Linked DNA regions of Mus musculus: region 2 is linked to region 1. The links are chromatin contacts, called in public promoter capture Hi-C maps. All regions are on one chromosome and are shown on one strand. The core of a region is the stretch at or near the end of the contact, and the rest is flanking DNA. Distances in the headings are between cores, read along the strand shown. Region 1 overlaps Smg6 (Smg-6 homolog, nonsense mediated mRNA decay factor (C. elegans)). Region 2 overlaps Smyd4 (SET and MYND domain containing 4).

The links. Promoter capture Hi-C pulls out the DNA fragments that hold promoters and counts their contacts.
Region 2: a promoter capture Hi-C map of hippocampal neurons shows a contact between it and region 1, with 1.7 times the contacts expected there. The contact joins two enhancer-like sites. A contact is called at or near these places in 7 of 39 promoter capture datasets (the C10 cell line, cranial neural crest, hippocampal neurons and 3 more).

The regions. Positions count from the first base shown.
Region 1 is chr11:75,030,325-75,036,490 of GRCm38.p6, forward strand. The region is part of intron 10 of Smg6 (Smg-6 homolog, nonsense mediated mRNA decay factor (C. elegans)); the gene reads left to right. Among named protein-coding and RNA genes, the nearest start is that of Gm51907, 98 kb to the right of the region's middle. Within about 2 kb of position 2,792, at least 39 of the 459 cell types and tissues checked have an H3K27ac peak or open chromatin away from gene starts, as enhancers often do. A contact at or near this core is called in hippocampal neurons, where this site is marked.
Region 2 is chr11:75,399,743-75,405,908 of GRCm38.p6, forward strand. It overlaps Smyd4 (SET and MYND domain containing 4), which reads left to right. Exons shown (of 11, transcript NM_001102611.1): 6 at 1-41; 7 at 540-703; 8 at 2,376-2,508; 9 at 3,367-3,483; 10 at 3,675-3,798; 11 at 5,024-5,963. The coding sequence ends at 5,177. Among named protein-coding and RNA genes, the nearest start is that of Serpinf1, 20 kb to the right of the region's middle. Within about 2 kb of position 2,644, at least 141 of the 459 cell types and tissues checked have an H3K27ac peak or open chromatin away from gene starts, as enhancers often do. A contact at or near this core is called in hippocampal neurons, where this site is marked.

The DNA.
Region 1 (6,166 bases), core at 1,542-4,041:
GGTGCATGCCTCTAATCCCAGCACTTGGGAGGCAGAGGCAGGTGGATTTCTGAGTTCGAGGCCAGCCTGGTCTACAAAGTGAGTTCCAGGACAGCCAGGGCTATACAGAGAAACCCTGTCTCAAAAAACCAAAAATAAATAAATAAATAAATAAGTTTGTTTATTTATTATTTATATGTAAGTACACTGTAGCTGTCTTCAGACACATCAGTAGAAAGAAAGACTTTCTGGTCTTAAAAAATAATTTCTAAAGGAAAAAAGAAATATATATTTTTTTAAAAGATAGAGGAGGAAGAGCAGGAATAGAAAAACTATCTTTACTTTGAGCTGGCACCAGCCATCACTCCTCTTCCCTTTTGATTTGCTCTTCTGTGAAACTTTTTTTTTTTTTTTTGCCCATTTCTTTAGATGTCAGTATAGGAGTGATGCCTCCCATAAAATACTCAGTAATGTTTTGAGATAACATATTTAAATGTTGTGCACCTAACTTTTACCTCACTATGTCTTAGATGCTCTGATACAGACCTCATGTGTTGTGCATACACATCACATGTAGCTGTGGTAGACTCGTACTGTGCATAGTTAAGCCCACAGGTGAGACAGGCATGTATCTACTTGAGATGAGCAGTACAGTTCTTGAGCTTCCTCATGGTTCTGATTATCAAGGGTGTAATAATTTAATGTTACTTTGTCCTCAAGGAGCTTATAATCTCATTGGTAAAACATGCCACATACATAAAATACTAGGGTAAGGTATTGTCTGTTAGTGTGCATCAGAGTACATTGTCTTCCACATTTTTCTGCCCTTTGTATTATGTGCATTGAGCAGCTTCTGGGTGTTGTTGATAGAGAATGTGTGAGGGTAAAGGGGGCTATACAGAGACTTAGGAGAAAAGAGTCATGTGGGGATATGTAATTAATTTTTATACTTTCCCCAGTAAACCATCGACCCTTTTTATGATGTCATGAGGGATTCCTTAATTTTGCAGCTGCTTCCTGATTACGTCAGAGAGGAACCTCTCACCCTACAGCCTAGAGCTGTACTCCTCCAAGAATTGGAAACAAATGAAGTGCTGAATATCTAATAGCTTCCACAGGGATAGCCAGTTCAGACTTCCCAGGCCTACTCCAGCAACTCTTCCCCAAGTATTTCTGACCCCCTGAAGTGTCTTTGTTCTGGGAAGACAGGATTTGGCCCAAAGCCAAGTATGTGTGTTTGGCAGGGAGGTGGTGGCTGGGGACTTCTTGAGACACACTACTTCCCTGTCTCCAGGTGTTCTGCAATCCTGGGTCTCTGCCCCTTTCCTGCATCTCCTTTGATGGAGGTTATCTTTCTTGAGTTTTCCAGACTTCTGGAACTAGAAGACGGTCCCCTTTCCCAGTTGTTACCTCTTTCTTGCCCTCCCCATGTCATTTGTTTTCACTTTCTCCCACCCTCCTCCTAGCGGACTTCTCACACTTGCATGTCACTTATTTGCTGTTATAAGGGTTATGAAATGGTCTTTATACAAAGTTTCTTTATTGGTGTTTTTAGAGACAGTGTGTCTTGGAGCCTTGGAGCCTGGGTTGGCTCATGTAGCTGAAATGTAACCTGAAGTTACTGATCCTATTGTTTGTAACTCCCAAATGCTGGCATTATGACCATGTTCGCCTATGCTCTGTCCACATAGTTATGTACTTCCTCTTCATTCAGACGCATTTGTGCTCGGTTAGCTTTTCTAACTGCCCCTACTCCATTACCCTTTTCTAGCTGCCCTAACCTATTGTGGTGTTACTAGGTTAATGGTGTGAGTATGAACGTGTCTGCAATTGAATCCAGGGCCTCACGCTTGGCAAGTAGTCCTCTACTGAGCGATTATACCATCAACTCTTAACTAGATCAGTCTTCACAAAATGTCCAACATAGCTTCATTCATGAAGCTTAAGTGAGTGCTCTCTTTCTGTCTGTTGAGGTCAAGTTTCTTTCAGCATTGTAGGCTCTGTAGTTTTTGGCTCTTGTTATGCTATAGGCAGACTTCATTGAGTGTTTTGAGCATTCCAGCATGCATCCCCGGGGTAATGTACACAGTCCCTCCTGTGCCATCCATTTCTTTCAGTGTTCATATCTTACAGCTCAACCTAGAAATGGTCTCTTTCATTTAAAATCTTTGATAGATAGTAGATGAAAATATTTTCATTCTTTTCAGAGACAAAAGGTGTCTATTTCCCTGCTCCCCTATGAGTTGTCTTCTTCCTTAGATTATCACCTTCCTGTGGGCAGAATCCTATTGAAATTTCTGTTTCCTCCAATTGCACACCTAGATAAGTATTTTTTTCAAATAATGGGAGAGGTTATTTTGGTAGGAATTTTAAATGCTCTTTTCCTACACATCTACTACTTTGAAAAGAACTTTTACAAAAAAAGAAGATGAAGAAGAAGACATTGCCTGTGACAGTTTTACAGTCTTGTAAGACTCAACTGAAGCATCAGGTGTTTCAATTAAGGTTCATCATAAGGAAACTTTCTCCGTCCCTCTGTCTGACCTCTTGACTATACCCTGTTTATGGGATGTGTCACAGCTTGTCTTAGACTGTGTTAATCGAACTCTTCCACCATTGTCATTGTATGTAGCTTGGGTCTATCAGTGTTCCATTCTTCTGACTCATTGATTCCACGCTTAAGGGAATCAAATGCCCAAGGGCAAGAACATCTTTGCTTTTGATCTGAGATCTTACTGCTTCCTTCTACCTCCTCCTTAGCTAGCCACTGTCACAGAGAACTCTGTGGCTCAAGCAACAGCAGAAAGACACTCTCTCTGCCCACTTCCTGTAGACAGGGAGCTTTGGGTGGGCTGCACAGGAACTATGCCAGCCCTGCATCTAACTGGTGACTGACGCATGAGAGAAACAGCCTGATGTTTGAAAGATACAAAAGAGCCAACAAATTACCTCCAGGTGGTGCTGGCTTGGAGGTGGCTAGCTATTCATTTTCTCTGAGAGTAGATGGGGGTGGGGAATCAGTGAAGAAGTGGTTGACTGAATTTTTCTTTAGTTATTATTAGTAATGTAGCCAATGCACTAGTTGCTTGTCTGTGATAGAATGGGTGGTGGATCCAGTGTCCTCTGAATCCTTCCCACTGCTTTCAGGGTAGCGAACTTACATATCACTCACCCTGAGCCAGTCTTTCATTACTGTTCCCATCCACTTGTCAGGAACTGGCTATGTGTACTAAGAATTCTGCTGGTTTCACTGTTGGCAGGCTTTTGTCTGTCACCAGCCAAACCCCATCCAACTACTAGGGTTTTCTCCAAATCTCTCCCATACAACGACTTGGTACCTTATCCCAGGAGTTGATCAAAACCAGTAATTCTGAGTCACTGTCTCTTGGCTGGGCTTACAGGTCCAAGCAGGTGGGCCTGCCTCTCTTCTGCTCCCCTCCTATTCCCTCCCCACCTCTCTGCCTCACTCCCATTTCCTGCAGGAGGATGCTTTGCCATCCTGGAGCCATCAGGCACAGCTTTGCTTTGGCAGCACCATTGCACACACACACTGGTGGGAGAGGGGACGTGTTTATCACTTTTCCTGGAGATTATCTGTTTAAGCACTTCTCTGACAGTTACAATAACAAGGGCAGTGTGTTGTGTTTCCAGCAGAAGGACACTTGCTGTTGAAAGATGTATAGCACTAATTAGAAATACATAACATCCGGCCACATGGCAGCCTTCTCCCGGCCGCCCCATTTCCTGATTTCATACAACTTTGACGACAGTTGGTTTATGTTTTCCATGAATATGTTCTCAAAAAATAAAAAATGAGAACGTCTCCCTGTTACATAGGAGCAAGAAGAACATTTCTGCCTGAGAGCAGGTATTTGGCCACAGGAACACTGGGAAGTATGGTCACTTGCCCACTTGTAGGAGGGACCAAAACCAATTTTAGACCTCAGCGGACTTTCTTGGTAAGAAATATTTCCGGCTGACATCCCTAGCCAAAACCATCCCCCTAAATCCTTAAGAAAGCCTGCTTTTGGAAAGAAGGGGAAAGGCTATTTCACAATGTTAATGAGTTCTTCAGCTCATGTCAGCCTCTGCTACCTGACACAAAGCCAGAGGAACCATGCAAATATCAAGGCAAACAATGCCTTTTCCTCCCCACCCACATCACTTGCTGGTCTGAGTGCCAGCACAACTTCAGATATACATACATACATACATACATACAGACAGACAGACAGACAGACAGATAGAGATATAGATATGGATATATGGATATATAGATATATAGATATGGATGTTCATTAGACTAGACCTAGATTCCTAAATCTAGTCCTAAAGTAAGTGGGCTCTGGACCGTCTAGATGTTGTTTTCCTACCTACTTTCATAAATGAATACTCTCAGGGAGTGGTATCTTGACATTTCTAGCTCATAATGCCTGTATGAGGCCAAGAACATCCTGAATATACTACACACTCAATACATTTTTTTTCACTTGAAATGTATTGGGTCCATGGTTATCATAGTTACTTGGGTAAATGGTAATTCTAGTCAACCTACTAAAAGATCCTTTAGTTACAAAACCCACAATTTATTTGTAGCTATGTTCTCTACTGAATTTAGCATATCAAAGATGCTCTGTATGTGCTTGTCTTATGACCAAGCCATGGACACAGGCCTTTTGTTAATGGTTGCCAGATAGCAAGGCCAGTCTAGGGATGACCAAGACCCACACATTCTTAGATAGCTTGGGATATGTCTACCTGCTTAGTTAGGGAAGAACACCCCTTATTTGTACCTTTTCTTCACCTAGAGCACCCATATAAGCAGGCAGTGTGCTCTGGAGCCTTTGCCTAAGAGAACATGGTGATAGAGAGGTTAAAATAACCATGCAAGGCAGCTGCAAAACTGCCTTCAGACTGATGTCCATTTTTATACCAGAGGCTCCTGTTTTTACAGAGCTTCCATACCTGATAGCAGTACCCAACCCATACTGTTTTGGTTTTTCGAGACAGGGTTTCTCTGTGTTCCCCTGGCTGTCCTGGAACTCACTCTGTAGACCAGGCTGGCCTTGAACTCAGAAATCTGCCTGCCTCTGGGCATGCGCCACCACGCCCGGCTCCAACCCATACTCTTGAGAAGACACAGATACCATTGCTTGTAAGCAGTTCATTCTTGTTGTGCACTAGCTCCCACCCTGAACTCTGAGAAATAATGTAGCTGTTTATTATAAAACTTAAGATGAGCTTGGAGAAAGTCCTCACCCTCTGCCAGTTATGTTGCTAACGAGAATGAACTTTATACCCAGTTTGTGGAACAAAGACTTCTTCCTCCATCTCTGTAGCCTTTGCAGGTAACTTCTGCCTAAAATGTCCAATTGATCAGTGGATGTTAATTTTATCAAGTGTTTCAAGCTACCAGAATGTGGCCTCTACTCATCCTCTCAGCTTCCTCTCTCCTGGCCTTATTCCTTCACTTTGGACTTTGTTGCTTCGTAAAGGCACACTACAGTAGTGGCCTGCAGGAACCCACATTTAGATAGAATGGGATTAACAGTGCTGCTGCCTATGGCTTAGGGAGCAGGGAGACACTACACCTTTCCTTGGGATGAGTTACAGGTCTTCCTCTCTCTGCTCATATCCTTTCTCCTCTTGATGCTTACATGCTTGTTATCTTTGTCTCTTTTTTAAAAAAAAAATATTGTGTGTGTGTGTGTGCTTGCACTTGCATGCAGGCGCAAGCCTATGGGTTCACATATTATAATGCAGGTGTTGGAGCCAGAGAAAACTTTCCAGATTCAGTTCCCTCTTTCCACTACAAGGGTTCCAGGAATGTAACTCATGTTGTAGGGCTTAGTGGCAAGTGCCCCTACCCATTGAGCCATCTCACCTACTCTCTTGTTTCCTATCTCTTTAAACAATGGCTTATCTTAGCATAAGACTAGGAGTGATGACTTACTTATTCTAATCTCATGGATTGTTACGACTTCCTTACAGCCTGTCACAGTTATATTTATTGTAAAGGGTGACATTTGGGACCATTGGGCATCTGGAAAGATGATGGAAAGACCACAATTGAAGGATTGCTCCCCTTATGCTATTCATATGTTGAGCCCTTCTAAGCAGCACCTGGCTTCTCACATCCAGCACTTTGCAAGTGCTTTGGAGTAGGCATTGTGTTCTTCAGTCATTC
Region 2 (6,166 bases), core at 1,394-3,893, 370 kb after region 1:
ACAGAGGATCGCAAAAGGACAGGAGATTCTGCACTGCTATGGTGAGCCAGCCTTTCTTTCCACTACCCTGCTGTGCCTCACACCTCACATGAAAAGGATAAGGGGACAGGAATCAGCAGATATGGGCCCAGTGCCTCTACTCATCCTCTGAGTCTTTCCTGGAAAGGGCAATGCATCCTTGGGCCAATAAAAAAGGTCTTCTGGCTGTAATAAAAAAGCCCGTTGAGGGCAGTGAGCCATATCCCTCCATGCCTTGTAGACAGCCTATCCTGAAAATGAGCGAGGAGCACTTTCTTGGCTTCTTTCTTCCTGCCCCAGCAGCTTGGAAACGTATCCACTTTCACCCGTGTTTTGTTGTTTTTTCTGAGATGATAGGGCAGAGTACCCAACCTCATATAGGCTAGGCTAGTGTCTATCACTGAGCCAGGACCCCAACCCAGCACCACCATGCCAGTCACGTGATGACTAGGCCAGCCCCTCGGTAGAGTAGGCATTGACTCTCTTGGTGTGACTAGGAACTGTGGGTAATCTCTCTCCAGGGCCTCACGAGAGCCGGATGGGCGTTGCTGAGAGGCAGCAGAGGCTGAGTTCTCAGTACTTCTTTGACTGCCGCTGTGGGGCCTGTCACGCTGAGACACTGAGAGCAGCTGCAGCTCCCAGATGGGAAGCCTTCTGTTGTAAGACTTGCAGAGCGCTCATGCAGGTAAATCTCTGCTGTTCCCAGGGGCAGGGCTCCAGCTAAAGGTTGTCAGTCGCCAGGAGAACCATTCCTGCTTCCCTTCTTGTAACTCCTCCCTACATGTCGCCCGGTCCTGCAGAAAACACAGGTTGTATTTCCTAATATTTTCCCTATAAGTGACACAAAATCTTAAATTACACAAAGGGACCAAAAAAAAAAAAAAAAAAAAAGCCCTAGAAATTTACTTGCTCAAATAAGTCATCAAAAGTTGTGCATCAGGCCTAGCACTTGGGTACTGGTAACCCTAGCACTCAGGAGGCTGAGGAAGAAGGATCTCAAGTCGGAGGCCAGTCTCAAGTGACACCCCATCTAAGAGATCACCATTCCAAGGAGCTATTTCAGAGATGGTTTAATCTGGGGACCCAGATTGTGGATTTTCTGTCTGTTCAATTCCATCTCTCTGTGCTGGCCTCATCAGACACACTCTGTAGTAACTGTGGGAAAATCCGACCCACATAGTTTTCCCTCAGCCTTTGACCCAGAGGGAAGAGCCACAGTGGAGAGCATGAGAGCAGACCCTTGGGTGCTACTGCCAGGTAATGGTGTAGACACTGGAGTCTTCAACATTCATGCCCCAATGCAAAATGGTCTCCACACCAGAGCATGGCATTCTCATTAGAAATAAGTAAATGGAATTGGCTGTGTTGAAAATTGTAAAGCCAAGGGTCAAGAATGAAGCCTTCCCCAGCATGTTTTGTTTTGTTTTGTGTTTTAGGCAGCGTCTCTCTGTGTAGCCTTGGCTCCTGCCCTCTGCTACCTCTCCCAGGTGTGCCACCATGCTGGGCCTAAGCGCCCTGTGCATTAGTGCTCCCTCGATCCTGCTCACTCTTGAGACAGTCTTCCTTCTACTCTGTATCCCCAGATAACCTAGAGTTCACTTCAGAGCCCAGGCTGGCCTCAAACTTGAGATCCTCGTGTCCCAGCTTCTCAAATGCAGTGATATTTACAGGCCTATACCTGGCTTTCCCTGATAGATTCCTAGTAAGATGATTATCCTTTGAGCCATATCTCTCTTCTGCTTCTTCCTCTCTTCCTGCAGGGTTGATCTAGAATTTATTCTAAAGCTGACTGGCCTCAGAATTGCCATCCTACTGCCTTTAGTTTCCAAGTGCCACTTTACTGCAATGTGTCACCACATCCAGAGTTCTGTGTTTGTTTATTTGTCTGTTTTTGAGACAGGGTTTCTCTGTGTAGCCCTGGCTGTCCTGGAACTCACTCTGTAGACCAGGCTACCCTCAAATTCACTGAGATCTGCCTGCCTCTGCCTCCAGAGTGCTGCTGTACACTACCACCACCCATCCAGCTTTCTATATTGGTTTTCCTATGGCGTTTTAAAATAGCCATTATACGTGTGTTTATCATCTAAAGTCCTGGTCCCAAAAGGAGATGAGAGGGGCTGCTAAGGTGAAAAGGATTACAAACGCTTATCAATTCTGTTCAAAAATTAAACCTCAGAGTGGGATTAGCTGCTTCTTTCATTAGAATTGCTATCAGAATTCACTCAGGCCTTGTTTGCGTGTGTTATTGAAGAAGTCTCTTCCTCATCAGGTCAGTGACTCCTTAGCTCAAGTACATGCAATATGCAGTATTGATAACTGTTCTCGCTTAGGAATAAAAATAGAACTGACTTCCACAGGGAAATGATGTGCTGAGCTGTAGCAACGAATCTTGCACAAACTCTGTCAGCAGGGACCAGCTAGTCTCTCGCCTGCAGGACCTTCAGCAACAGGTCTGCATGGCCCAGAAGCTTCTCCGAACCGGTAAACCAGGTGAGATTGGCTCCCTCGCCCTAGGCCTCAGCCCTTCCCTTGTTTATTTTGGTATCACCTTGCCTTACTGAGCAGTCCTCAATAAATGACTGAGGACTTGAATTTAATTATCCCAGCACCAGCCACAAGATGGCTATGTAGGCCAGTGAGACCAGACTGTGACCAGCTGTTACTCTGGTGCCCTTGAAAGTCTTCCTGATGGTTTAAGCTGTGTCTGCTGCGCCAGATAGTTCTAGCAGCTCGAGCACCAGAAAGGCTGTCTGACTTCCATGGGCTTTGTGTGGCTCCAGAGGTCCAATGCCATCATCTGATTCCCAGCTTAAGGACCTAAGCTCCGAGAAGGTTGCTCTGCCCTCAGCAGCAGCAGCAAGTCCTGAGTGCTGCCTGGGCTCGTGGTGTGACTCAGGAGTAGAGCTCGGTAGCTAGCCTGAGCTGAGAGCTGAGAGAAAGAAAGGACTCCTCTCTTTTCAGAAAGGGATTTGCAGAACTCGATGTTAGACCCTGACATGGTAGGAATCTGTTTTGACTATTCTAGCCTAGATTCTGAAGTTGACCTTTAGCCTAGAGTCAAGAAAACTAATGATTACAGGAGGAATGTAGAGTTGGTTGTTAAATGTTGGTTGGAAAATGGATGTTAGAAGCCCAGGGTAAATGTGAGGAAGCCTCATCTAACACCTCTTTTACTGAAAGAGAAAACATAAGCAACCAACAGCTTCCCTGGAATGCCCGGCTGTTGACTCCGTGAGATAAAGAGGCATTTTCACTTTGACCTAACCGATAGAGACCTTGCAACGTGGTCTCTCGTGTCCAGGACTAGATCTGTATCTGTTGTGAGGCATTTTTCCTTTGAATCCATAGAGCAAGCCATTCAGCAGTTGTTGCGGTGCCGGGAGGCTGCTGAGAGCTTCTTGTCAGCAGAGCACACCGTACTGGGGGAAATTGAAGATGGCCTGGCCCAGGCCCATGCTACCTTAGGTATGCTACCTTAGGTATAGCCGGAGTTCTCCTTCCCTGCCGTGTGTTCAGTGCGGCCCTTGCCTTGTCTGTTTGGTTCTCTCTTGCCATCTGAATTGACGCTCTTCTCCCTCCCATTCTGCATTCCTTGCCCCCAGAGCCTTAGGCTAATGGTGTTTCTTTTCCGGAATGAGACATTTCTCTTCTCACAGGGAACTGGCTAAAGTCTGCTGCCCATGTACAGAAGAGTCTCCAGGTGGTTGAAACTCGCCATGGGCCATCCAGTGTTGAAATTGGCCATGAGCTCTTCAAACTGGCCCAAGTCCTATTCAATGGGTAGGCCTTTCTTTTTCCTAGTGTTTGGCCAGGGCACACAGTGCTCTGTGTTTTCCTAGGTGCTTCTGTGTATGGCTTTTTGCTACAGTGCTTTAAAGCATGTTGAAACTCTTTTATTTCCTCTTTAGGACAGATATTTGCCCTCTGCTTCACTGATAGACTTTAAGCTTTGAATTCCTTCCTGAGGATGTGGAGAAAGCCATTAGGTCTGCATGGAGCTTCCCAGGGAGGATTTGGAGGCAGCCTCACCCGCCTCTAGCATTCCTGTCTGCTTAATCACACCTCCCTTGGCTGCCTCAGTCCCTGCTCTCTCAACTCCAGGGCTCGGCCCTTTCCCTGGTTTGCCTCTTATTCCTTTTAAAGCAGTGGTTTTCAACTAGAAGGGATTGCAAATGGCATTTGGCAGTGTTTAGAGACAGTTTTGATTGTTATGGCTGCCAGCATCTAGTAAAGGCTAAACCTACAGTGCACAGGACCGCCTCCACAGTGGAGAGACCCAAGTTAGCTATGTGAAGGCTGAGAATCCCTGCTTTGGAGATTAAAAAAGGAAGCTGAGGGAACCACTCAGTTGGAAGCACCCTTGGTGGCATGCACAAGGCCCTGGTTCTGTCCCTAGCTCTGCACAAAAAATAGAATACAAGGAAGAGTAACCCTAATGAGCTGGTCCCTCACCCAGTGTGCCACTGAGGTCACTTGAAGGGAAGTCTAGCCCCAATTTAGTATTTTTTGTGGCTGCCATACCTCCAGCCTTGATCAAATCTCATGGTATACATTGGTAAGAAAAAGGGTTTGAAACATAGACCTGATACTCGGACATGGAAACAGTATGTTTGGTCAGAGAGAGCGAAGGACCTGATAGACGAGGGCAATATCAGAGAGAGGGCATCAGTCGGGTTAGACACGAGCATTCCACAGTGAGCAGCTCTGGATAAGCTTTTATAAATGCTGGTTAAGGTTTTGAATTTGCCCAATTTTGTCAGGATCCCAGAGTCTATCACAAACATACACAGTTTTCTCAAATCTGCTTTGCAGTATGCCCGTGAATGTCTCTTATCTATACTTTCAGATGGTAAGACCCTGAGGGCAGAGGAACTCAGACCCTTTGTGCCCCCTGTAAGACCCTGGGGGATGCAGTGGACCCGACTTTGTGTTCTCTGCACAGAAAGGAGTCCACTTTCGTTGAGACTAAGGAAGGGAACTGACAAGCTTCCCTTTCTGGCTTCAGGTTGGCAGTGCCTGAAGCTCTGAGTGCCATCTGGAAGGCAGAAAGGATCCTGTTGGTGCACTGTGGCCCTGAGAGTGAGGAGGTCCGGGAGCTCCGGGAAATGAGGTCCTGCTTACTGGACTCGTCATTCGTCCCTGTGGGGCCCTTGGTGTAGAGCAATCATCCTCACCCTCAAGAAGGAGCTCTGGTGATGACTGAGATGTTCTGTTGGCTTGGAGCTCTCATCAGAGAGGACGGGACCTTCCCACCTGACCTGAGCCTAGTGTCTGGCACAGAGAGCACTTGAAAACAGATTGAGACACTCACCTGCCATGCTGGCTGCTGCTTGCAAGAGCTAACTGCCCTCTGATGGAAACCCCATGCCCAGAAAAGACTAAATCCAGTATCTAAAGGCTGCTTTAAAGGGTTGTCACTGCAGCCGGGCTTGGTGGCACACGCCTTTAATCCCAGCACTCGGGAGGCAGGCGGATTTCTGAGTTCAAGGCCAGCCTGGTCTACAAAGTGAGTTCTAGGACAGCCAGGGCTACAGAGAAACCCTGTCTTGAAAAACCAAAAAAATAAAAAATAAAAATAAGTAAAAAATAAATAAATAAATAAATAAAGGGTTGTCACTGATCTGCAGGCAGCTCATGCTAGCCTAGGCTTTTGGCTCGATTTCATCTCACTAAACGATGAATCTGTTTCCCTGGAACATTCCTATGGTTTCTAGTAGTAATGAAGTGCTGTGTTCCACTCCAGTGAGAACTTCAATTCTTAGTCTTGTATTATAATTGAAAAATAATATATAGCAAGAAATCAGTATGACTGCTTACCTCAAGAGACATACAATTCCACTTACAATATCCTGCTTCCTTAAATTTTTCATTAAGACTGGTGATATATAATTTGTGAATGGAGAAATAAATACGTCTTACTGTTGGCAGTTTCTTCCTGGGATGGCAACTCTGTATTGGTTTCCTACCAGTGTCCTAATTCTTACTCAGTGGCTTTCATTGAGTGTTCTTGGCACTCACTGTCCAAGCACTGATGCAAGGCAACCCTGTAGCATGACTTCATAGCACAGGCCTCCTTGTTAGCACACCTGAAAGCAGACCACTCTGGCTGTTTCACTTGCAGACAGAATCTTACTCTGTAAGCCAGTCT